Linked DNA regions of Mus musculus: regions 1, 2, 4, 5, 6 and 7 are each linked to region 3. A link is a contact called in public Hi-C and promoter capture Hi-C data. All regions are on one chromosome and are shown on one strand. The core of a region is the stretch at or near the end of the contact, and the rest is flanking DNA. Distances in the headings are between cores, read along the strand shown. Region 1 holds the start of Cnih4 (cornichon family AMPA receptor auxiliary protein 4). Region 2 holds the start of Pycr2 (pyrroline-5-carboxylate reductase family, member 2). Region 3 holds the start of Trp53bp2 (transformation related protein 53 binding protein 2). Region 4 holds the start of Lin9 (lin-9 homolog (C. elegans)). Region 5 holds the start of Sde2 (SDE2 telomere maintenance homolog (S. pombe)). Region 6 holds the start of Ephx1 (epoxide hydrolase 1, microsomal). Region 7 holds the start of 1700056E22Rik (RIKEN cDNA 1700056E22 gene).

Region 1 (2,801 bases), core at 184-2,683, 1.3 Mb before region 3:
CATCTCTTTCAAAGGTCCTGAGTTCAATTCCAAGCAACCACATGGTGGCTCACAATCATCTATATTGGTATCTGATGCCCTCTTCTGGCATGCAGACATATATGCAGGTAGAGCACCCATACATTAAAAAATTTAAACAAACAAACAAAATAATTGTGGTTAATTGTGGTGTGAGCTATTACATTTTCTCAGGATAAAAGACCATCTAAGGGATGTAGGACAGGCCCAGTGTGGTGGTAAAAAGGGTGCTGGATCCGTGGAGATGGAATTACAGACAGTTGTGAGCTGCCATCCAGATTCTGGGAATGGAATCCAGGGAGCCATCCCTCCAGCACACCCCCTACCCCATCCTGTTTTTTTTTCTTTTTTCTTTTTAAGCACAGCAAGTGCCTACTGTCTTGGGCCTCTCTGCTCCTTGTAAATCGTCCAACCCTGTGTGAAACCCTCAGCCTGGTCTCTGCTGCTCTTCAGGGGTTTCTTCCTGCCCTTCAGGGTACTTGGGACTGCTTTTAATTTCTGTGGTTTATTCTATCTCCCCTACACTTACTATGCAAGGTGCAGGCTTGTGGGTGCCTCCCCTCTCTGTTCATTGTGTCTCTTAAGACCTAGAACAGTGCCTCACATACACTACCTGCTTTAAATTTAAATTTAAAATGAAAGTTAAATAAATGGATGAGCGAGTGAATGGCTGCTGGAATTGGCTTCCAAAGGCAACAGAACCCACCCAAGTTCTGTTTTGAATATTTAGTTGCTACTTTATTGCCCTTTTAACCACCAGAGCAGTTGTTTGCTCTGTTCATCTCTGCACTTGAAGTGTACAGTAGCTCTTGGTCTATAGTAAGGGTGTAGTAAAAATTATTTGCCTCCCTCTTTAAAAAAAGGTTGATAACTGGATTCTGTAAAATTCTTCAAATTCAGAGGTGAGAAAGCTTGCTGTTATCAAGAATTGGCAAGCAACTGGGTAAGTGCTGGGGAAACAGGTCAGGAACTGAAGAGCAGAACTCAGTGGCTTTGTATTTGAGATGAAAAGTTATAGAATGCAGGAGGGTAGAGAACAGGCGTTAAAGCAGCCATGTGTGGAGACCTATGCCAATAATCCCAATGCAAAGAGACCCAAGTTAGAGGCCAGGCTGGGCTTACAGAGCAAGATCATACCACTCGCATACAAAGCGCATTCCACAGAAACCAACAATGATAGGCAAGGAAGGATGGATACAAAGTGAAAGAGAGACAGAAAATTTCATATGATAGGCAAGGAAGGATGGATACAAAGTAAAAGAGAGACAGAAAATTTCATACAGGGTGAGTAACTTCATGCAGTGGATACTAAATGAGGGTGAGGTCCACCTGCTATGCTCCCTGGGCACTAGTGAACTTCATTTCCCATCATGCATCGCGTCGCGGAGGTGGCGTTTTTGGACCACAACTCCCGGCATGCCGCCTATCCCAGCGGCGCGGCCCGAAGCTGGTTTGACGGGCGGAGCGGCGGCGGAGGATGGAGGCGGTGGTGTTCCTCTTCTCGCTCCTCGACTGTTGCGCGCTCATCTTCCTCTCCGTCTACTTCGTATCCTTGGTTGAAGCGGGCCGCGGCCGCCGCTCGTTCCCAGGGCTACCGCCGGGGCAATGGGCAGAGGGTGGGCCCGGCGGGCGCTGGCAGGTTGGGGTGAGGGGGCGGCGGCGCGGGCCCGGGTCGCGAGCGGAGGAGCCTCGCTGCGCCTCGGGCGGGCCTGAGCCAGCTCCCCCTGCCTCCTCTTCGCCTGCCTGGGCCGCCGGGGGTCCCCGAGAGAGCGAAGCCGTTCAGGGGCATAGCCGGCCGGCCTGAGGCTTTGCCGCCTTCTCTAGTCCCCGGCAGCACCCTTGCCCCTTTGTCCTTGTGGGTGTCTGCCCTTCTGGAGACTCCCCACACCCAGGAGATGACTCATTCCAAGAACTGGCGGTGTGCTTCCTTCACGTGCAGTTCTTTAGGGTTTTTGAAAGAAGCATCCACAAAGTGTTTCTGGTTGCCTTCCGCAGTGGACTATCTGTAAACTCAGTAACTATACCTGTGGCTTAATCCCCAGTTTCTAAACTTTATATATATATATATAAAATCCGTGTTAACATTCAGTATTTTCTATAGTTGTTTCTGTTACAGGTTTCAAACAGTATTTTCCAGACCAGTACATGGTGTTCTTCAGCCTAGCACTGTAGTAGTTGTGTGATGTGACTTCAGTACTCTCAGTCCTTGGGGGATGATAGTCTTTGTTACAGCACGCTGCTGTAATGCAGTAGTGTAATGCACAGACCACTTTTAAGTAATTAGATATGACTAGTAAAGTGCTCCAGGACCTGTGGCTGTTGCCCCTTTCCCTATGAAATCACGTCCTCTTTTCTGATCGAATTGAACTTTTTGTTTGTGCAGCCCTGGAATGGCTGCACAGAATATATTTCCCGCTTTTATGATGAACTGACAGTTTGTCTTAATAGGAAGAAACAAACTTTGGAACTATGAACCTTGCCCAGTACTGTATCTTACCTGCTTCGATTTTCTTTAGGATTGTAGATATGTATTTCCTAAATATACACAGTGAGAATTTGTGTCAAACACCCAGTGGCTGCCCAATTGAAATTATCTAGCAGCAGTTCTTACTTTGATGATTTCTCATGCAAAGAGCCCTGTGTTTTATTAGCTTTGAGGAACTGAATAAAAGGGCAAGATCTCTTACCTAAGTTCCAATGACCATTGTTTAGCTTATGATATAAGGGACCAGAGCTGTTTGACAGAAATGCAACAACAATTTTTTATTATTTTTGTAGTTTGG
Region 2 (3,164 bases), core at 227-2,726, 1.5 Mb before region 3:
GAGAGAGAGAGAGAGAGAGAGAGAGAGAGAAGAGAAAGAAAGGAAAAAAGAAAGAAAGGAAGGAAGAAAGAAGAAAGAAGAAAGAAAAAGAAAGACATAGCTTTCTACTGAACCTAATTTTTGGGTAATAGACATGGATTCCTGTGTAATACAGGGAGCTAAGGGAGGGTTGGCTGCTGCAGATTGGCCATCTGCCTAGCCTGGGACACCTCAGTACTCTGTCCCATTGTCTGGTTCTTCCTAATTCTCAGAAGGGGCAGGCGTGTTACTTAAGGATAAGACAAGGGTGAAGGCCCTGAGGCACTGATAAAAATGATGCTGGGGGCGGAGAACCCGGGGAGAGGGGAGGGAGGAGGCTGAACTGGTTTTCCTATTGGCTGGGAGGTCCGGAAGGGAAGGGCTGGACGGTAGGGTCAGGGTGGGGCACTCCTGGAGGGTGTGTCCCAAATGGCTGGGTGGGAAGGTAGCTATTCATCTACCTCACTGTAGCAGAATACAAGAAAGCAGATAGTATGTATGTAGTTTCCAATTCTAGGAAGACTGGTAGGAAGGTCCATTGAGTTCAGGAACTTAAGTCTAGCCTGGGCAACAAAGCAAGAGATTCTGGCCAGAAAAAAAAAATCGTTCCACTTTAACTGTTTGGTTCGTCCATTAATGGAATAAATACACGTTAGAATCTTGTGTAAAATAACGTTTCGGTGGCGTTGGGAAACTGCTTATGATTGGTATACTATAGAAATGTATGTACTACACGCCTATAATCCCATCCCTCAAGAGGATGAGGCAGGAAGGTCACTAGTTCAAGAACAGCCTGGGCTACATAGTGAAACACTTTCCAAAAGTCAAACCCAACTTGTGGCTGTTCCTGAGCCCTCTGGTGCGTCTGGACATGTTTCGAGAAATCTTTCTGGGAATAAACAATACAATTCTAATGGAAGAGAGGAGATGTCACTGGTGATTCGGGACAGCTCCTGAAAAGCTTCGATGCTGGGTCTCTTTGTATACTCTAAAACCACAAGGTGGGGTGGACAAACAAGCAGTCATTTCTCACTGTCTCAGCTGTTTCTCCAGGTCGCCCTGTTCCGGGTAGCAAGAGAAGTCATGCTTGGCCAACAGGCCGTGCAAGCAGTGCTTTAAGGAAATCACTAAATAAATCAACAAATCATGATCTAGTAATTCGTCTTTTCTACCTAGTTCTACTTCGGAAGGAGCATGCCGAAGCTGGCTAGCTGTAGCCTGGTGTCCATGAGGGGTACATCTCTAATAGGCGTTTTGGAGATCTCACTCCTGAACCAGAGTTAGAAACCAACTCTTCTAACCAGGAATTACCAGTGTCCCAGGCAGGGCCAAGCAGACCCGCACCAGCGGAGCTAACAGGTTCCACCCGCTGCGCGATCAGGAGGCGGGCGCACGGCCTGACGGCGATGCCGATTGGTCCGCCCCAGACCCGAGCCTCGGATTGGTTGCCTTGGACACGTGGCCAACCGGAGGCTGCGTATTTGGCGGTGGATGCTCTGGGATACTTGGGGCCTCTCTAGCAGTTCATCTGGTGCATCCCGGTTTGAAAGCTGTTCCGAGCAATTCGGGTCCATCTTTTTCCACGCGCGGACACTGACCCCGGGATCCCCAGAGTCCCCGGATCGGCGCTCGCCGGGATCCTGCGGCCATGAGCGTGGGTTTCATCGGCGCAGGCCAGCTGGCCTGTGCTCTGGCGCGGGGCTTCACGGCCGCGGGTGAGCGCGTGGTCAGCCTTCCCTCTCACCAGAGTGAACGAGTGAGTGAGTGGGTGGGTGGGCGATGAGTGAATGTGAATGGATGGTAGATTTGCATCCATCTGCTGGGAGCATAGCGTCGGAGGCCGGCACTGCTAGAGCTGCTGTTGGCTTCCATTGATGGACTGCATGATTGGGCCATGATCTACAGTTGAAAAACTTTGTTTTCTGTAGGCGTCCTGTCGGCTCACAAGATAATAGCCAGCTCCCCGGATATGGACCTGCCCACGGTGTCTGCGCTCAGGGTAGGCTAGGAGGGATGGAGGGAAGTGGGCAAGAGGAAGAGGCCCAGGAAAAGCGTGTCCGGAGATGCCCTGAGTCTGGCAGGCTCCGACTCTCCTTTAGGGAAGTCATCATTGTAAGCCCTGCACCTTCTCTGAGGCAGCCTTGTGTGGTGGGAGCTCCCAGGCAAAGTTAGTGTCGGATCCTACTGGGGTGAAAGTAGGCATATAAGAAAGGTTCTTTTTGGGCTGGTGAGATGGCTCAGCGGGTAAGAGCACAGACTGTTCTTCCGAAGGTCCTGAGTTCAATCCAGCAACCATATGGTGGCTCACAGCCATCCCTTAACAAAATCTGATGCCCTTTTCTGGAGTGTCTGAAGACAGCTACAGTGTACTTACATATAATAAATAAATAATTCTTTAAAAAAAAAGGTTCTTTTTGTTAGTCTGCTTTGAATTTCACTGCATAGCCCGTGTTGGCTTCTAAGTCTGGAAAATTCTGCTTACCGATGTTGTAAATGACAGCGTTGCTAGGGGACTTGGTGAGTTACGTAGTTTCTTTATTCAATAAAGCTTAATGTCCCAAGTCTTCTAACATCTGGCCAATGTGGGACAGGTGAGCAGATGAAGCACTGTGGATACTGTTTGTGCCTAGTATAGGCTTATGTCCCCAACGCTGTAGGACCCCAGCTATGCACCTCAGAGCCCTAGAGGGGGCCCCGTGGAGACTTGTTACTCCGGTAAACAGCTGTGAGGTTGGGAGTGGGCTTTGCAGCTCTGCTTCCAGACTCTGGGTGCTCAGCTCTTTCCATCAGTTCTCTCTCACCTGGCAGAGAGGTTCGAGATTGCTGGGGTTGAGGGGACAGCCACTTTCCTGGCCATGGTGGAGCAGCTTACCATTTTGTACCTATTTGTCCGGTGGCAGGAAAGGAAAGCTGCCATTTGGGGATAGTCACGGAGCCCTGAAGGCACAGAACAGAGTGTTGGCTACAGTTGACAGAGAGGGTCTGCTATTCTATGGGTGGCACGGGCTCAGCCATATTACCTAGCATTACGGACAGGGTCCCCTACTCCTTACTGCAGAGGATGGGTGTGAATCTGACCCGAAGCAATAAGGACACTGTGCGGCACAGCGACGTCCTGTTCCTGGCTGTGAAGCCCCACATCATCC
Region 3 (3,166 bases), core at 90-2,589:
TAGTGCTGGGACGACAAACAATAAGTGCTCATTCTTTCTGTTGTGCTTTGTATTAAAACCAGGAGTTTATTCATGTTAAACACTCTATCACTAAACTATGTCTGACTCCAGGGACCCCCCCCCCCCCGTTTACATTTTGAGACCTATTCTGCTAAAGCTGCCCTGGGAACCCTTAAATTTGGGATTTTCCTGCCTCAGCATTCTGAGTACCTGGGGATATAGATCTGTGCCACACACAGGTCAATTTATATTTAATTTTTATAAAAGTGTCATTTGAGGTAAGGTCTTACTCTTTCAGCTCAGGCTGGCCTGGAACTCACTGCAATTCTCCTGGCTCAGCCTCCCAAGCGCTGAGATTACTAGTGCACGCTACCACATTCAGCTGGCTCCATTCTTGAAGCTGTATACATTCTGGTGCTTCATTTCATTTCGTTTTGGGGACTCTTCTGTCCTCTGATTCCAAATGAGCTTGCACGGGTTACTTGACGTGAAATGAGCTTCGTGGAGTTAGTGTTCCTGAAGCCTATGTCTCTCTGGATAATGGACTCGACTATCTGCCTCCCTATCAAAGCGAACTACTGCCAATTTCCCAGCGTGAGCTTCGACGGCTCCAAAAAATGGTCCTTGTGTTAAAAGTGTTTACAGGTCGTGATGAGCTGAAGAGCGCCCCAGAAAGCTGTTTTTACCCATTTTCAAATCCTTTGAGCGTGCTGTTCAAAACACAGGGAACCCCCCCACTTCTCAACACTGAAGGGCTTTTCCCTTCTTACATTATAGAAGTAACAGGCCATTCAGAGGGGGGTCTTGGACATCGCCTGAGGGATGAGGACAAATCCGAGAGCGCCTTCTGTCAGGAACGTGCTCCGGCCCGGCGGACTCGCAGGTCTCCATCTTGTGGGGCGCTCGGATCCCTCAGGGCGCCCTGAGTCAGGTGTGTGAGGCGGCGCCGCCCAGGCCCCTCGGCGTCCGGCGCCTTGTGGCTGGTTCATGGTTCCTAAGGCAAAGGGCTCAACTCTCTTGAGCAACTCGGAACCGCCAAGGAGGTGAGGGACACAGCCCTGGGCTCCATCCCCGCGTTTTACGATTATTGTTCTCCTGCGGCGCCGCCCTCCCGTGCCTTGGCTCCGCCTGGAGGCGCGTTCAGGAGCAGCTCCGCCGCCTGCATCTTCCTCCCTCGGAGCAAAGGTTCCCGCCCCCTCTGGCACCGCCCCCAGCATCTGCGCATGCGCCTTCGCCGCCCGGTTGGCGCTCCGCTCCCCCTTACCTCAAGCCTTGGGGCGCGCCGCGGGCGGGGCTTCGTGGGGGGCGGGGCCAGCGCGCCTCGGTGGGGGCCCGGCCGGGATTAGTTGGTTTCGGCGAGAAGGAGGAGGAGGAGGTGGGAGTCGCGAGCGCCGAGACAAAGCCGCGTCCCGGAGACGGGCGAGGGGATTGGGCCCCGGACTCGGTGGCGTCCCGGTCCGCTGAGGGGACTCCAGCGCCGCTGCCTCGCAACAGGTCGGCCGCCGGGCGCGCGGCCTCGTTCTCGCTTGGCTTCCCCGGGCCCGCGACCCTCGGGTCACTTCTGCTCGGCCAGGCCGCCGCCAGACCCCCGCTTCCATGCGGTTCGGGTCCAAAATGATGCCGGTAAGCGGGTGGGCGTGCTGGGGCCCGGAAGTGTACAGGGCGGGGGGGCCGGGTCAGCGGAGCCGGTGGAGCTTCGGGCTTCGAGGCTCTGAGGCTCCGTCCCTCTGGGTCCCCGCGACGGTCGCGATGCTGCCCCGCAGGCAGTGCGGCAGCCCGGGCCGCTGCTCCAAACTTTGCTTCTCGGATGAGACCTTTGGGGAAGCTTGTTTTGAAGGTCAAGAGCCGGGGAACCTTGTTCTTAGCCTATTTCTTTGAATTGTTTTGAGGCTTTTTACTGAAGTGAAGCATAGCGCTTGAAAAGGCTTGCCTTTCTTTTTCTTTCTGCCAGTTTTTTTTTTTTTTAACTTGAATTTCGATCTGATGTTGGTGATAGCAGCCATGTCACCCTATCTATCTCTTTGTGGAAACAGGTTTTAGTAAATGCAGCCTTGAAAGTTTTAGTTCAGAGGAAAACTTCAGTGCCCCGCTCCCCCAGCTTTTTTTCTGCAAGACCTCTAAGAAAGATGAGTGAATTCTTTTGGCATCTGACTTGGCCAGCGTCACAGGTGACTTGCAGGTTGAATGGAGGTGTTTCTGAAAAGCCCCCTTAGCAAGCACAAGATCTGACTGGTTATGGTGGCTCCTGCAGCCGTGTATTTATTTCCTCGTGGGTGTTGTATTTGTTCTCCTCTCAAGCAGGATTAATCGCAGTCAACCTAAGTCCTTTTTTAAAAAATAATTTTTATATATTCTTTGAAAGGTCACGTATTTTAGCCATATCCATCCCTAAACCCCTCATCAACTCACGTTCTTATCGCATCACTTGTTTAAGAAAACAAAACGATAAAAACTTAAAACAACTTAATTTTTTTGCTTTTATAAAATCCAAGAAAGAGTGTTAAAATTTGTGTTTCAATGTTCTATTTTGTTTTGGTTTTTTTGTAATTACACGTGCAGAATATACTATACTGTCTCTTTGCCCCTTTGCGTTGTGGAGGGTGTTCCTAAATTTTTCTAGGTTGGACACATATATAATATTTTGGTTATTAGGTTATTAGGTGGCTTGGGATGGTTACAATTGCTAAGAGTCAAGAAATTTGGAATTACTAGCATTTTGTAACTAATGGTTTAGTCTCATTTATTAAGTTAGGGCTGTGATGTGAATATCTTAAAACGCATACCTTGGTTATGATAGACTGTTTTGTTAACTTTTTTATTCCTGTGTTTTTATCTCACTGTTGTGAAAAAACCTTTGCAGCTTGCCATCAGCTTCCCCTGAACAGAGAAAGGAAAAGAATAGGTGGTTTTAATTGCAGGATGATTTCTTCCTGAAAGATCAGTTTAAATCAAGGTATCCTTTGTTTTTTTTTTTTTTTTTTTTTTTGTTTTATGTAGGGGTGTTTTTCTCCAAACCACATAGCAGATGATCAGAATTCTTGTAAAAAGTTATTGAATCTTGGGACTAAAGTCACTTCAGCAAGTCTGGTGGCTTTGACTGCTTTCCTGGTGTCAGAGTAGACTTACTAGGAAAGGTGTAGTGTGCATGCTATTCTAGCTTTGAAAT
Region 4 (2,978 bases), core at 195-2,694, 1.8 Mb before region 3:
TCCTGTTACGAGGCAGGCTGGTCTGAATGTGTTCAGAAGGCTCAGGGGGGGTTAGATTCTCTCAGAAGGCTAGGTTACTTTGTTACAACGTTTTACTTCCCGCCCACCTCCTCCCCCACTTACCCTGGGCCCAGAAGGGCCAGCACCCATGTGCTTCTCTTGCTCGCACTAGTCTTTCCCCTCACCTCTCGAAAGGTGGATTTTCCATCCTGCCCCTCCCTCCACCCCAGATTCAGCGGTACTCCCTACTGTCTATAAACTGGAGGCTGTAGCAGCAAACAGCTGGCTGCAAGGAGCCATTATAAGTTCTTTCCACTCATTAAGCAAGAGTGGAATTTTTGCCTGCATTTTACTGAGGAGAAGTTGAAGCACAAGTATTAAGCTTGCCTGGGACTGATACAAGTAGCAGCCCAAGTTGCACCCTTAACTTTCACAGCCTGCTGCCCTTTTCCTGAGCCTGAAGTCTTCCACTCTATTGCTCGCCCAAGAGTCTCATCTTGTCTTTCTCCAACCTGTGCCTCACATTCTTGAATGTGTTCTAGAAAAGAAATGAAAGCCTGCCCTTCGTACTACTTAAGACCTCGCTTTATTCTTTTTACCAAGCCCAACTTAGCCTGGGCTGGCCTGTCTAGATCTGCTCTCACCTCACTGAACCATCTTTAAACTTTTTAGTTTGTGGAAGTCACTCATCCACTCGTTTTTGTTTTGTTTTAAATTCTCCATTCGCCGACTACCCCCTCCTCATAAATCCCTGGAGAATAGACCCACCCCGGAGATCAACCACGCTTGTAAAAATAGTAGTTGAAAAGCCACCGTGGTTTAAATACTAGAAAGTGTTACAGATGGGAACCGTGAAATCTTTCCCGGCTTCTTTCAGCAAGGGAGGAATCCCCATCCAGTTTCATTACACTTGGCTAGTGTCACTTGTGTCTTCCCCAAGCATCCTTAGTCACTGTGAGGCTCCCAGCTCACTACCGGTCTCGGGTGGAGCGCATTAGAGAAAGAAAGCAGGACAGTTCACTAGCCCTCGGCCTACACCAACTTGGTGACCTCTCAAGGTCTCGTCCCGGCCGCTCGCAGCTCAGGTTCCGGCCCGGGCCGCCCGGACCCCGCGTCCGTGACCTGCAGGCGAAGCGGACGCCGCGGCCCGGGCACTCGGTGGGGGGGAAGGGCAGGGGCCGGGGCGCCGGAGAAACGCGATCTGGGGAGCCGAGTCCACGTTACTTTGGGCAGAGCCCCCTCCGTGCCAAGCGACCAGGAACCCAGGTCTCGTCCGCCGCGCCACCGGCCCGGGCCTGCGTCCCGCTCCCCTCGGGAACCGGCCTGCAGTTCCCGCAGCCGCAGCGCGGGCCGCGCGCCGGGAGCGAGCGCAGGCGAGGGGGGCGGCGCGGGCGGGCGCATCGGTGCTGGCGCCGCGCCCCCCGCGCTCGGCCCTACCGGGCCTCTCGGCGAGGCGTCCCCTGTCCTCCTCCGGGCCCGGCCCGGGGTGCGGGCGAGGCCCCGAGGCCCCCTCCCGCCGGGCTCGGGCGGAGCCGGACGGCCTGGCGGGAGCAGGCGCCGCGGGCCGCGAGCTCCTCATTCGAACCTCCCTCGCAGACAGTCTCCGCCCCACAATGCACCGGGGCGGGCAGCCTTTGAAAAAGCGGCGCGGCTCGTTCAAGATGGCGGAGCTCGACCAGTTGCCTGACGAGAGTAAGTAGCGTCTCAGAGCAGCCCTCCTTCCCGCCGGTTGCCCGTCCCGGGGTCGCACCGGCCGAGTCCGGTTGCCGGGCAGGTGGGATGGCCGCCAGCCCACCGCAGTCCCCGGCCTTCCTCCTCAGGCGCTGCCGCCGCGTCGCCGCCTTTGTTATGGTGTCTTGTGTGTCTGTTTCTGGGGTTGTGCGAGCGCCAGCGCCGGAAACCGAAAGCCCGGGAGTCCAGCCTGTCCTGACGGAGTCGGCGGCTGCTCTCCCGGAGCGACTGCTGTCGCCGGCCGGGGTGGGCGAAGAGCGGCCCCCCAGTTGCGGGCGCCGTCCTCCTCGCCCGCCCGGTTATGTAACTCGCCGGCCGGGGGCCGGGAGGGCTCGGGCTGGGCACCGGGGACACAGCCCCTCTTGGTGCCCCGGGCCTCCGATCTGATCCTCTGACGGCTCCTGCTTCTGCAGGCACTTGTGATCGCTCCCCCCGACCCCCCGCGTCCATCCTGGAAGTGTTTTCTTCCGTGTCACACAGGCTTGGCCCCTTCCCCTGGGACTACAGGTGGCCCTGGACCTTTCCGGAGATGATCCAGCCGGGATACAGTGCCGAGGTAGCCCCATTCCCAGTCTCCCTCCTGAGTGGATGTGTCTCTAGACTGTGGGGTGGGCATTACACACGGATGTGAGCACCGCAGCCCATATAAGTATGTTATTCTGCCTGACACCCACCCCTGTTCACTGCCTCACTTCTCCTTCTATACTCACAACCTCTGAGACGGATGTTCACCTGTCCGCAGACAGTAAAGCCAGCTACTCTGCGACCTAAGGACAAGGGAACAATTTTGTAATTTTCATATTGCACACATTATTAAAAGGCATTTTAGTTACAAAATGGTCTTGAAGCAACACGTACTCTGTGGTGTGTATTTGTAGCCCTTGGTCAACGAAAGGTTCGCAGGTGTGGTGGCGCACATCTTTAATCTCAGCACTCGGTAGGAAGAGGCAGGTGGATCTCCGAGTTCGAGGCCCACCCAGTCTACATACCAAGCTCCAGGACAGCCAAGGCTACACAGAGAAATCCTGTCTTGGAAAACAAACAAACAAACAAACCTCCAAACTGAGCAATCTGTATTTAGAACGATTGTATCATTTTTATGACAAATAAAGTAGTGGTTTTGTTTTTTAACCATTTGGTGTGCCCCAACAGGAAGTCAGGTCAGAGAAACCCGTTTCAAAAGCAAAGAAAAAACTCGAACTCTGTAAGATGTATCTGTGGGCAACGCAAATATGCCTTTAAAAGAG
Region 5 (2,850 bases), core at 341-2,840, 1.6 Mb before region 3:
AGAGATTTAAATATAACCGAGGGGTAAAGAGTGAATTCATTCAGACATTAGGTTTTTGGAGAGCAGTAGTAGATAGTTGTAATAAATGACGTGGACTTTTCTTGTTAGAAGGGAATCCTTCTGGGACTTTCCAGCTTACAAAGCATTATTCTGACAAAGAAATGTTACATAACCCTAAACTGACCATGATCTGGTTCCTTGCAGAAGAAGAAGCTGCCAGGCTCTTGAAATGGTCATTTGATTCCCAAAAGGTGAAAAAAATAAATTAGCAGTTAGGACCACATGCTAACGGACAGAATGGGAAAAGATGGAAGGTCACATGCTTCCCAGTTTGTCTGGAAGGTCACATGCTTCCCAGTTTGTCCTGCTTACGTATCGGATGAGACGCCTGTAGGCCTCTGGGTTACTACTACAACACTCATAAAATACTGCTTCTATGCACAACATGCTTTGTGTAATTATTCTTCATCTCCTGGAATCTTCATGGAGGCCCGCTTTCCCGCCTGTGTGCACCAACAGATCTATAACTCCACAGAACTGCAAGTCCTATTTTTGTTCATTTTCACAGTTAAAGGATTTCAAGATTTTGTGCTTTCTCCTCAGCGATTAGTTCCATCGGCCTGCATCTTAACAGCCGAGAATATGGCTCTGCGGGCCAGGGCATCTGTGTTCAGGAGACTGAGTTATCCTCCCGATAATCCTCCCAGCTTCATGCTAGCAGCTTTTAAATTGTTTAGTATTTCAGAGACAACATCATCTCAGCATATTAAATATTAAGGGCCTCCCTCAGCACCCGAACCTTAAAGTTGTTCTCTGTAAAATCTGCGCGAGTGTTCCCAGGGCACAGAAAGAACGTTACAGCGGGGGTTTTTGGAAGCAGTATGGCTATAAACGTCACTCCCGCCCCTGCCGTTCACAAGGGCCCATTTGCTGTGAAATATTTTGAAAACACAGCTGAAGCGGGGACAGCGCAGAGCGCAAACATGCAAAAATAGGAACGAGCCGAACGTGATGGAAGGAACGTGAAGGGGGGTTCAGGAAATGAACATAAACCTCTAGGGAACTACGCAGGCCGGGGCTGCGGTTTGGGGACCACTGGGGGCCGTTCTCTAGGACTGGGAGGCCTCGCGGGTAGAGGAAGCCGTTTTTCTCCCCGCAGCACCGGGAAGCAGTGGCTGCCTGGGACACAGCCCTCCCAATCCCAAAAATAGCTGCACAAACCGGAGTGGCGCGCTGGCCTGCGGCGCTGGGCGGAGCCACGGGCAGCTTATCACCCCCAGCCAAAGCGCTGTAGCCCAAGCGCAGCAACCGCGCCCAGAGCTCGCCCTTTATAGCCAGTCCCTTGAGCCCCGCCCTAGCAACCGCCCCTAGCAACGCCTAGCTCCAGCGCTCCGCGGTCTTATCGGCCTCAGGCAGGCCTTTCCTGTCCCCCTCCCCCACGCCAGCTCGCGTGACGCCGGGCCACGTGACCGCCTTCCGGAAAGGCGGGGGTGAGTGGTGGAAACCCGGGAGGCGGGGCGCTGGAAGACGAGGCCTTCCGTCATCGAGATGCGACCGGATGGCTGTGTCGCCTAGTGCCTGTCGCAGTCCAGAGGTTCCGTCACCAGACGAAATGGCGGAGGCTGCGGTGGTGGCGTGGGTTCGCGGCCCCGGTACCGTGTGGAAGGCGCTGCCGTGTGCCTCGGTTGGGTGCTCCGTGCGCGATGTGATCTACCGACACTGCCAGGAACAGGTGAGGATGGCGGTTCCCGGGAAATGGGGGAAAGAGATCACCAAGCCAGGCTGGGTTCGTCGTTGGGTGTTTCTGACTAATATGGGGACATTCCTCTGCTAGTCTATGGCAGTCGTTGTTTTGTCCCCACGTCGTAAGAGAATCTCCGTCCATTTACTGCGCTTTGTCCAACCTCGACTACAAACTCTCGTTCTGTTTCTTTTATCCCCCCAAATGATACCTTTAAGGTTCTCTTCTTACATTCACATTATAGATAGGAATATGCTTTCTTACCGACCCTCAGGACACCCATCCAGGCCAAAGAACGGTTAGAGAAGGATATGGAGTCATCCTGACAGAGCCAATCACTCACAGATATTCTTGGGCCTCTTTAGACTCTGCCATGTGGATATAAAACCCTGGTTAAGTGCTTCTAAAGTTTTAAGCTTTAATTCCCAAAGAAGCAGGCTTATACTGACTAGGAAATCTCAAACCTCTTCAATCATCTAAAGAGTTTACTGGGTTCCCTGAGTCTAATTTTAATCTGGGCGTTTGGTATAGAACAGTTTTTCTGTATGACTGCGCCTTCGTTGTAGTCTGTTTTCTCTGCTTGTTATGTAGAAACATAACAAATGTTAAAATACCAAATCTGTTCCTAAAGAGACTTGGATGAGTTCCAAGAAGAATATGTGATTTTCTAATTTCTTTGTCCTTTAAAAAACAAGGACAAGAAAGTCTTTCCTTGTAGCCCAGGATGTTCTGAACATACTGGAGGGCTGGGATTATTGGTGTGTCCCACCACATCTAGCCTTTGTTTTCTTCTCTATTCTGCGGTCTAGTAAGAAAAACAGAACCTTTTTTTAGCCATTCGAATTCAGATACTTTCCAAAACAGGTGACTTTTCAATGTATTTGAAGAATAATTTTCAAGTTTTATTTTTAAACTTAAAATTGATCCATAAACAATAGAATCTTAACAATGAGGAGTGTTGGAAATACACTTTTTTGAAAGGACACAGAAATAAGGCTGGGCCTGGTGGTGTATGCCTCTAATCTCAGCACTTGAGAGGTTTGGGGGTTCTTAGCCACGTCTCTATAGTGGTTTTGGGGCAGCCTGGACTATGTGAAACCCTGCTTGAA
Region 6 (2,825 bases), core at 243-2,742, 1.4 Mb before region 3:
CAGCTGACTCCAGGAGCACCCGAGGGTCTAGGGAAATCTTGTTTTCTTGGTCGGAGGGGCAGCTGAAAGCTTGGAGCCTCCTCACTGACTCTGGTCTCTCTTCCAGAGGGCAACTGAGGACATAAAAGCCACCCACAGCAGGCGCACCTCTGCCTCAGGGCCTTTGCATGTTCTCCTCAGCCTTGTGCAGCTGGATACTGAGTAGTGAGGCGCACTCCTGACCCTCCTGACCCTCTGGAGTGTGAAAGTGTGGCCTCTTCCTCTCTAGTCAACAGTCCTGCTCCCTCTTTATGACCTCCTATTTCCTACAGCTCACAAATATAATTTATATTTTACAAAGATATGTTTATTTATTATGTGGTGTTGGGGATCTGACCCAGGACCTTGAATTTTGTTTGTTGTCTGCATTCAAAAGCTCCCAGAGCCCATGAGAACACATTCCCTGCTATCCCCAGGGTGGGTGGGTGGGGGGCAGTGTCTGAACAGTCAGTCCGTGTCGTTGAGCACGGTTGCACTGAACATACTTCTTTAGGGACACAGGAAGCCCTCACGTGGCCCGCCTGGTGTGGGTATTAGGGAATGGAAAGTCTTTGCTGAACACGCCCACGTTTTTGTTCCACCCTTCCCCCCAGCCCCCTCAGCTTCAAGTCTTGTGTGAAGTCAGACCACGCACAGCCAGTGAAAGCCTCCACTTGAGGGAGGAAGTCACTGTCACAGTAAAAACAATGTGAGCCTCTGGGGCTCTGCGACTTTAAAAAAAAGATCAGGCCGAAATCGGAGGCAGAGAAGCAAATGTCGCAGATGTCCATCTCTACAATCCTGCCAGCAGCACAGAATGCCAGCAAAGGCACAGCCCTACTGTCAACGCGCATGCATACATACCGGATCCCTCCACCTCCCTCCTGATCCCGCCAACCAGATGCCAGAAAGGCTATCCAGACTTCTGGCCGCCGGAAGTTTAAATGACGGGAGGTGCAGACTGGAGAAGTTAAAATTAAGAGTCACTTGGACGGCGCCCTCAGCTACCTGGATTGGCTCAGGTGCCTGGGCAAGTAGCAAGCCTGGAACCCAAGGGACAAACATGCATGGGGGGGCGGGCGGGCGGGGAAACCAGGGGGCTGAGGAGCCAGCATCGCTGTCAGGCGCAGCACCCACCCCTTGCTTCCGAAGCGCAAGCAAGGGGTTGACGCCCCTGGAAGAGGATGGAGCATCAGATGCAGGACTAAGAAGCATGGCCTATTGCACGCCTGGATCGGTCTTAGGATAAGGGGAAGCGCATTTAGCTGCGGGAGATACGCGAAGCCCTCGCAACTCTCACGCTGGAGTGCCGCTGCTGTCCCCGGAGCTTACTGTCAGGGTCGCTCTCGGGTTCCTACTCCCGCGGCGGCTGGTGTGCAGTTCCTCCACTCTCAAACTCCTCTTGAGCCTCTTTGCCTGCTGCTGAGCTGGTGACACCAGCTGCCTGTTAGCCCCGCCCCCACTAGCCCCGCCCAGGCCTTGGCCCCACCCCCGAGTTGGCTGGTTGGCCAAGGCTAGCTGAGCATCTAGCTAAGGTGTTTCACCTATTCTGGCAAAGTCTGCTGTTCTGAACAGGGTATTGGCAGTTTAAACTCTGCAGTCTGTGGACTCTACACACAAGAGCCCAAGCTGGCCTGGTGCTACAGCCTTCCTCTCACCTTCCTAGCAGTTCGTTGTAACCATTTTATAAGCGAACCAGTCAGTGAGCAAACATCTGGGGATAAAGCTTGAGGGTAGAGTGTCTCGCGTGGGCAAGGCGCTGGAGTTCATTCCCAGAACCACAAATAAAATAGTGAAGTGTGGAATGAACACACAAACCTGAAGTTTGTCGTTAAGTGCACCCTGTGAGGCTGGCTGATCTGAAGCCCAGGAGGCATGGACACCAAGCAGAGGCCAGCACAGGGAGGAGGGAGAGAGCGCTGCCTAGCCAGCAAGCAGGAGTAGGACAACCACAGTTCCTGGCACCCTTGGGGCTAACCTGCTCTCCATTAGCCAGCCTGCCCAGTGCCCTGTCTTTACCCCCGCGGCCCTCCTAAGACTCGCCTAGAACCTTCTCAGGCTTCAGCAGCCACACAGACAAGATGACCAGGCACACCACTGTGAGGGCCTAGCAGTGCCTGCCGCGGGGTCCAGGTTTATCATCCTACACACATGTGAAGCGTAGGGATCCTATTTTCACCTCTCACCTCTGATCTCCAGCCTCCTTCGCTGCTCATCATGGCCCAAACCCTCTCCGTTCTAACGGAGAGCCGGTTTCTCTCCAGTGAACACATTCAACTCATTCCTGCCTCCGTGGAACTCCTGGATAGTGTGTCCTCAATCCTCTCTGGGAACCTGGGATTTCCAGGTACTGCAGCTCCTTCCCCTCCCCAGCACACCGTTTGCACACCTGCCGTCCTCCTCTGCAGTGTATAGTCCAGGCTTGTTTCATAGCGCCCTCTAAACTGTTCCCACAGGAGCGCTGCCTCCAGCCATTCAGCAAAGCAGTAAACGTATTGTTCTTAACAAAGTGTAGATGGAAACATTCTAATGTGCTGGGCAATGGTGGCTACACCTTTATTCCCAGCATTCCTTGAGTAGGAGCCAGAGGCAGGCAGATCTTTGACTATGATGCCAGCCTGGTCTACAGAGAAAGTTCCAGGACAGCCAGGGTCACACAGAGAAACCCTGTCTTGAAAAAGAAAGAAAGGGGCTGGTGAGATGGCTCAGAGGTTAAGAGCACCGACTGCTCTTCGGAAGGTCCTGAGTTCAAATCCCAGCAACCACATGGTGGCTCACAACCATCTGTAATGGGATCTGATGCCCTC
Region 7 (2,917 bases), core at 138-2,637, 1.6 Mb after region 3:
AAATGGGAACCCCAGCAGTAAATATTCAGGGATATAGATAACCTACAAAAGTGCTCTGGGAAATTCTTTTCTGGGTTCCACGGAAAATGCGCACAGCCTACCTCCTCCACTAGCCTGATCCTGCTAATCCTCAAAGATCTAAGGACCAAAGGGTGCGACCTGGACACTCGTGTGCAGACATTCGGGTGTGGGTGCTGTGTATTTGGGTGTGTAGACAGAATGGGGCTAAAGAAAATCCTTTTCCAACCCCAGTGTGCACTTGTGTAGAAGTGCTCAACTCAAGGGAGATCATGCTGAATCGACAGAGCTAGTCAGCGAAGGTGATGATGGTTGGACACCTTATGATCCTAGATCAACAGCAATGGTGAATGTCTGGGGCCTAAAGCAAACGCCTCCCATCATTAAGGACATCTGAACCTGCCACGGAGCTGATAATGTTTTATTCCACTTCAATTACTTCACATTTTGGTCTTCCTCTCTGAGGGGGTAGGGAGGTATAAAAAGCTCTATTGCTTTAGGATTCTTTAACGCAACTTCATCACAGTTCATCTGGGCTTTTCCACTCCTTTGAATTCCAGGGTCATTCTTCTGTACCTTCCCTGATATTTTTCTGGCAAGGCGCTAGCAGGCTTGCTCAGCTTCCCACTTCTCTTCACCGGTGACATACCCCGACCAGTAGTGACCCCTCTGATGGACAAAGTTCGGGGAATCGGGAGAGCTGGCGTGGGCCCTTCCATGCTCCTCAAGCGCCGCTCATTCTGGCTGTTCAACCCGAGCTCTGGCTCCTTCCCGCCGGCGCTTGCTGTTCCAGGCTGGCGCTCCTTGGCTCGCCGAGGGCCCTGCGCCACTGAGGGCCGGGGGCGGCCCAGCACCGGGGGGCGGATGGACTGCGGGCTCCAAAACATCGCACAGGGGGAGGTGGCCGCGGGAGAAGCGGGGACCGCGTTGGGAGGAGGTCGGTGCCTGGGCTGCGGGGCTTGTGGGGCGTTCGGAGGGCCCGGCCACGCCCAGCTCTGCGGGACGGCGCCCACGCTGCCCTTCAACACCGGCCCCCAGTGGCTGCTCTCACAGAGCCAGGCGTCCTCCTCCGAGTAGCTCTCCGGAGTGCCGCCTTCGGGATCGGAGTCGGGCTCCTGAGAACAGGTTGGGGACGGCGGAGGAGTGACAGGGTCACGGAAGTAGGGGAACAAGAGCACGGCGCGCAGCCGCCGCGCGGGAGAGCAGTAGGGCAGCCGGAGGGGCAGCGACATCTGCGGGCCGGGCCAAGCGGGGCTGCGGGGAGGCCGGCCCTGTGCACGCTCACGTCCCGCGCGGCGCAGCCACAGCCATGGAGGGACCCGGCTTCGAGTCGTCTCCGGCCTGGGGAAAGTTGGATGGACACTCCACCTGGAGTCAAAAGGCGGAATGGAGACCCCGCGAGGCTGATGTCCTCAACAGGGGGCGGGGGAGGGTCAGAAGAACCAGTTTCAGCCGGAGCGACCAGAGCAAGCCATTGACACTTCAGTCCCAGGAAGGGTTAACCGCGTCCTGCTGCCTAGGTTTACATGTAAATAGAGAGCCGCTGCTCCAAGCGGGCCCGGGCTAGCACTTTTAAGTTTTTGATTGGTTGCCAATGACATCACCACCCGCGCGTTCTAACACACCAAACCCACTAGCGGGTCCGAGCCGGCCTCCCTCCCAAGGCGAGGCCTCGCCCCTTTCTCCGCCCTCCTCGGCTTCTTATTGGTCAGAGACCACTGTGATGTAGCGGGCGGCAGCCTCTGGGTCTTCATTGGCGTATCGCGCCGTCGCTCGGAGGCAACCCCGCCCCCTCCAAAGCTTACATTTACGCTGTAGCAAAAGAGAAAGTAACTCTGTGTTGCTGCTGGGGATCAATGAAGCTGAGTGAATGGGGGCGCACTGCGCGAGCGCATAGCTGGAGCGGGCGCCAGATGGTAGAGGGCTACGCTTATTGATGAAGTAAGTGGAAGACATCACGGGTCACTCAGAGCCGGAGGGTGGAGGGTTCCGTGTGTGTGTGTGTGTGTATGTGTGTGTGTGTGTGTGTGTGTGTGTGTGTGTGTGTGTGAGTGAGAGAGAGAGAGACAGAGACAGAGAGACAGAGAGAGAGAGAGACAGAGACAGTGTCAGAGAGACAGAGACGGACCTACGTCAGGTAAGGAAGATCCTAAGGTTTAGTCTTTTGGCTCTGCTTGCCCTGGGATGAAGAGGGGAAATGAGTTTTGGTTTGGTTAAGATGCTTTATGGCAGTTTTCAAAGCCCAAGGCTTTGCTCATGATGCTCAGTGGTGGCACGGAATAGGGATGCTACGTGCCCCAGGAGTGGGGAAGGAGCATTCTTTAAGCACTTGGTTTTTCTTCAGTCCCTGTTAGTGGTGGAAGGAAGATTAGCGAGAAAGGGGGTAGGGGGTTCGTGCTATTTTTGTGGGAGGTTTCCCGGGCCAGACTGGCTTTGGAGCTATCTGCTGCAAGGATGCAGATCTCAGTGCGCTCTGTGCCCGTGTGTGAGCAGCAGCACAGTGAAGAGGTACCGGTCCCAGCCTGTGTCTCTGGAAAGTCGTTCCCGGGTTCTCCTCCTAGGGAATAGGCTACTAATCCTGGATGTCCCCTTACCAGGTAGCAAAATAGCAAAGACTTTGACTGCATTCATGTTCCAGCTGGGACACAGTTAACAGTTTTTGGAATAGTACTCGCTCTGAAAAAAAAAATACTACGCAAGGGAGAGGGAAGGAGGGAGGGAGGGGAGGGGAGGGGAGGGAGGGAGGGAGGCAGGCAGAAGGTTTGATCCTTTGCTCCCAACCAAAGGTGGGTGAGAGAAACCCGAGTCAGTGGGGATATGCCTACACGGGTGGGGACGTGCTCCTGGGTGCGCGTGTGTGGATTTTGCTGGTGACACTTTGGCTCGGTCTCAGAGAACA

The links. Promoter capture Hi-C pulls out the DNA fragments that hold promoters and counts their contacts. A called contact is a pair of places that touch in the nucleus more often than the background predicts.
Region 1: a promoter capture Hi-C map of embryonic stem cells shows a contact between it and region 3, with 8 times the contacts expected there. The contact joins the promoter of Cnih4 here to the promoter of Trp53bp2 in region 3. A contact is called at or near these places in 5 of 39 promoter capture datasets (cranial neural crest, embryonic stem cells, hippocampal neurons and 2 more) and 2 of 115 datasets of contacts at active chromatin or transcription factors (astrocytes and embryonic forebrain).
Region 2: a promoter capture Hi-C map of pre-B cells shows a contact between it and region 3, with 3 times the contacts expected there. The contact joins the promoter of Pycr2 here to the promoter of Trp53bp2 in region 3. A contact is called at or near these places in 4 of 39 promoter capture datasets (the HPC-7 cell line, embryonic stem cells, hippocampal neurons and 1 more) and 1 of 115 datasets of contacts at active chromatin or transcription factors (astrocytes).
Region 4: a promoter capture Hi-C map of pre-B cells shows a contact between it and region 3, with 2.5 times the contacts expected there. The contact joins the promoter of Lin9 here to the promoter of Trp53bp2 in region 3. A contact is called at or near these places in 2 of 39 promoter capture datasets (liver and pre-B cells).
Region 5: a promoter capture Hi-C map of embryonic stem cells shows a contact between it and region 3, with 8 times the contacts expected there. The contact joins the promoter of Sde2 here to the promoter of Trp53bp2 in region 3. A contact is called at or near these places in 3 of 39 promoter capture datasets (embryonic stem cells, hippocampal neurons and pre-B cells).
Region 6: a Hi-C map of B cells shows a contact between it and region 3, with 6 read pairs. The contact joins the promoter of Ephx1 here to the promoter of Trp53bp2 in region 3. A contact is called at or near these places in 3 of 39 promoter capture datasets (the 3T3-L1 cell line, cranial neural crest and hippocampal neurons) and 1 of 484 Hi-C or Micro-C datasets (B cells).
Region 7: a contact with region 3 is called in a promoter capture Hi-C map of embryonic stem cells, with 93 times the contacts expected there. The contact joins the promoter of 1700056E22Rik here to the promoter of Trp53bp2 in region 3. A contact is called at or near these places in 2 of 39 promoter capture datasets (embryonic stem cells and hippocampal neurons) and 1 of 115 datasets of contacts at active chromatin or transcription factors (astrocytes).

Annotation. Positions count from the first base shown.
Region 1 is chr1:181,149,498-181,152,298 of GRCm38.p6, forward strand. It overlaps Cnih4 (cornichon family AMPA receptor auxiliary protein 4), which reads left to right and starts at 1,434. Exons shown (of 5, transcript NM_030131.3): 1 at 1,434-1,564. The coding sequence starts at 1,496.
Region 2 is chr1:180,902,798-180,905,961 of GRCm38.p6, forward strand. Pycr2 (pyrroline-5-carboxylate reductase family, member 2) reads left to right here and starts at 1,477. Exons shown (of 7, transcript NM_133705.2): 1 at 1,477-1,733; 2 at 1,947-2,017; 3 at 3,077-3,164. The coding sequence starts at 1,667.
Region 3 is chr1:182,407,828-182,410,993 of GRCm38.p6, forward strand. Trp53bp2 (transformation related protein 53 binding protein 2) reads left to right here and starts at 1,340. Exons shown (of 18, transcript NM_173378.2): 1 at 1,340-1,623. The coding sequence starts at 1,597.
Region 4 is chr1:180,639,706-180,642,683 of GRCm38.p6, forward strand. Lin9 (lin-9 homolog (C. elegans)) reads left to right here and starts at 1,445. Exons shown (of 15, transcript NM_001103182.2): 1 at 1,445-1,692. The coding sequence starts at 1,614.
Region 5 is chr1:180,849,561-180,852,410 of GRCm38.p6, forward strand. Sde2 (SDE2 telomere maintenance homolog (S. pombe)) reads left to right here and starts at 1,591. Exons shown (of 7, transcript NM_145943.1): 1 at 1,591-1,732. The coding sequence starts at 1,613.
Region 6 is chr1:181,016,077-181,018,901 of GRCm38.p6, forward strand. It overlaps Ephx1 (epoxide hydrolase 1, microsomal), which reads right to left and starts at 1,493. Exons shown (of 9, transcript NM_010145.3): 1 at 1,351-1,493.
Region 7 is chr1:184,032,611-184,035,527 of GRCm38.p6, forward strand. 1700056E22Rik (RIKEN cDNA 1700056E22 gene) reads right to left here and starts at 1,388. Exons shown (of 1, transcript NM_028516.1): 1 at 422-1,388. The coding sequence starts at 1,250. The coding sequence ends at 546. It overlaps Dusp10 (dual specificity phosphatase 10), which reads left to right and starts at 1,771. Exons shown (of 4, transcript NM_022019.6): 1 at 1,771-1,959.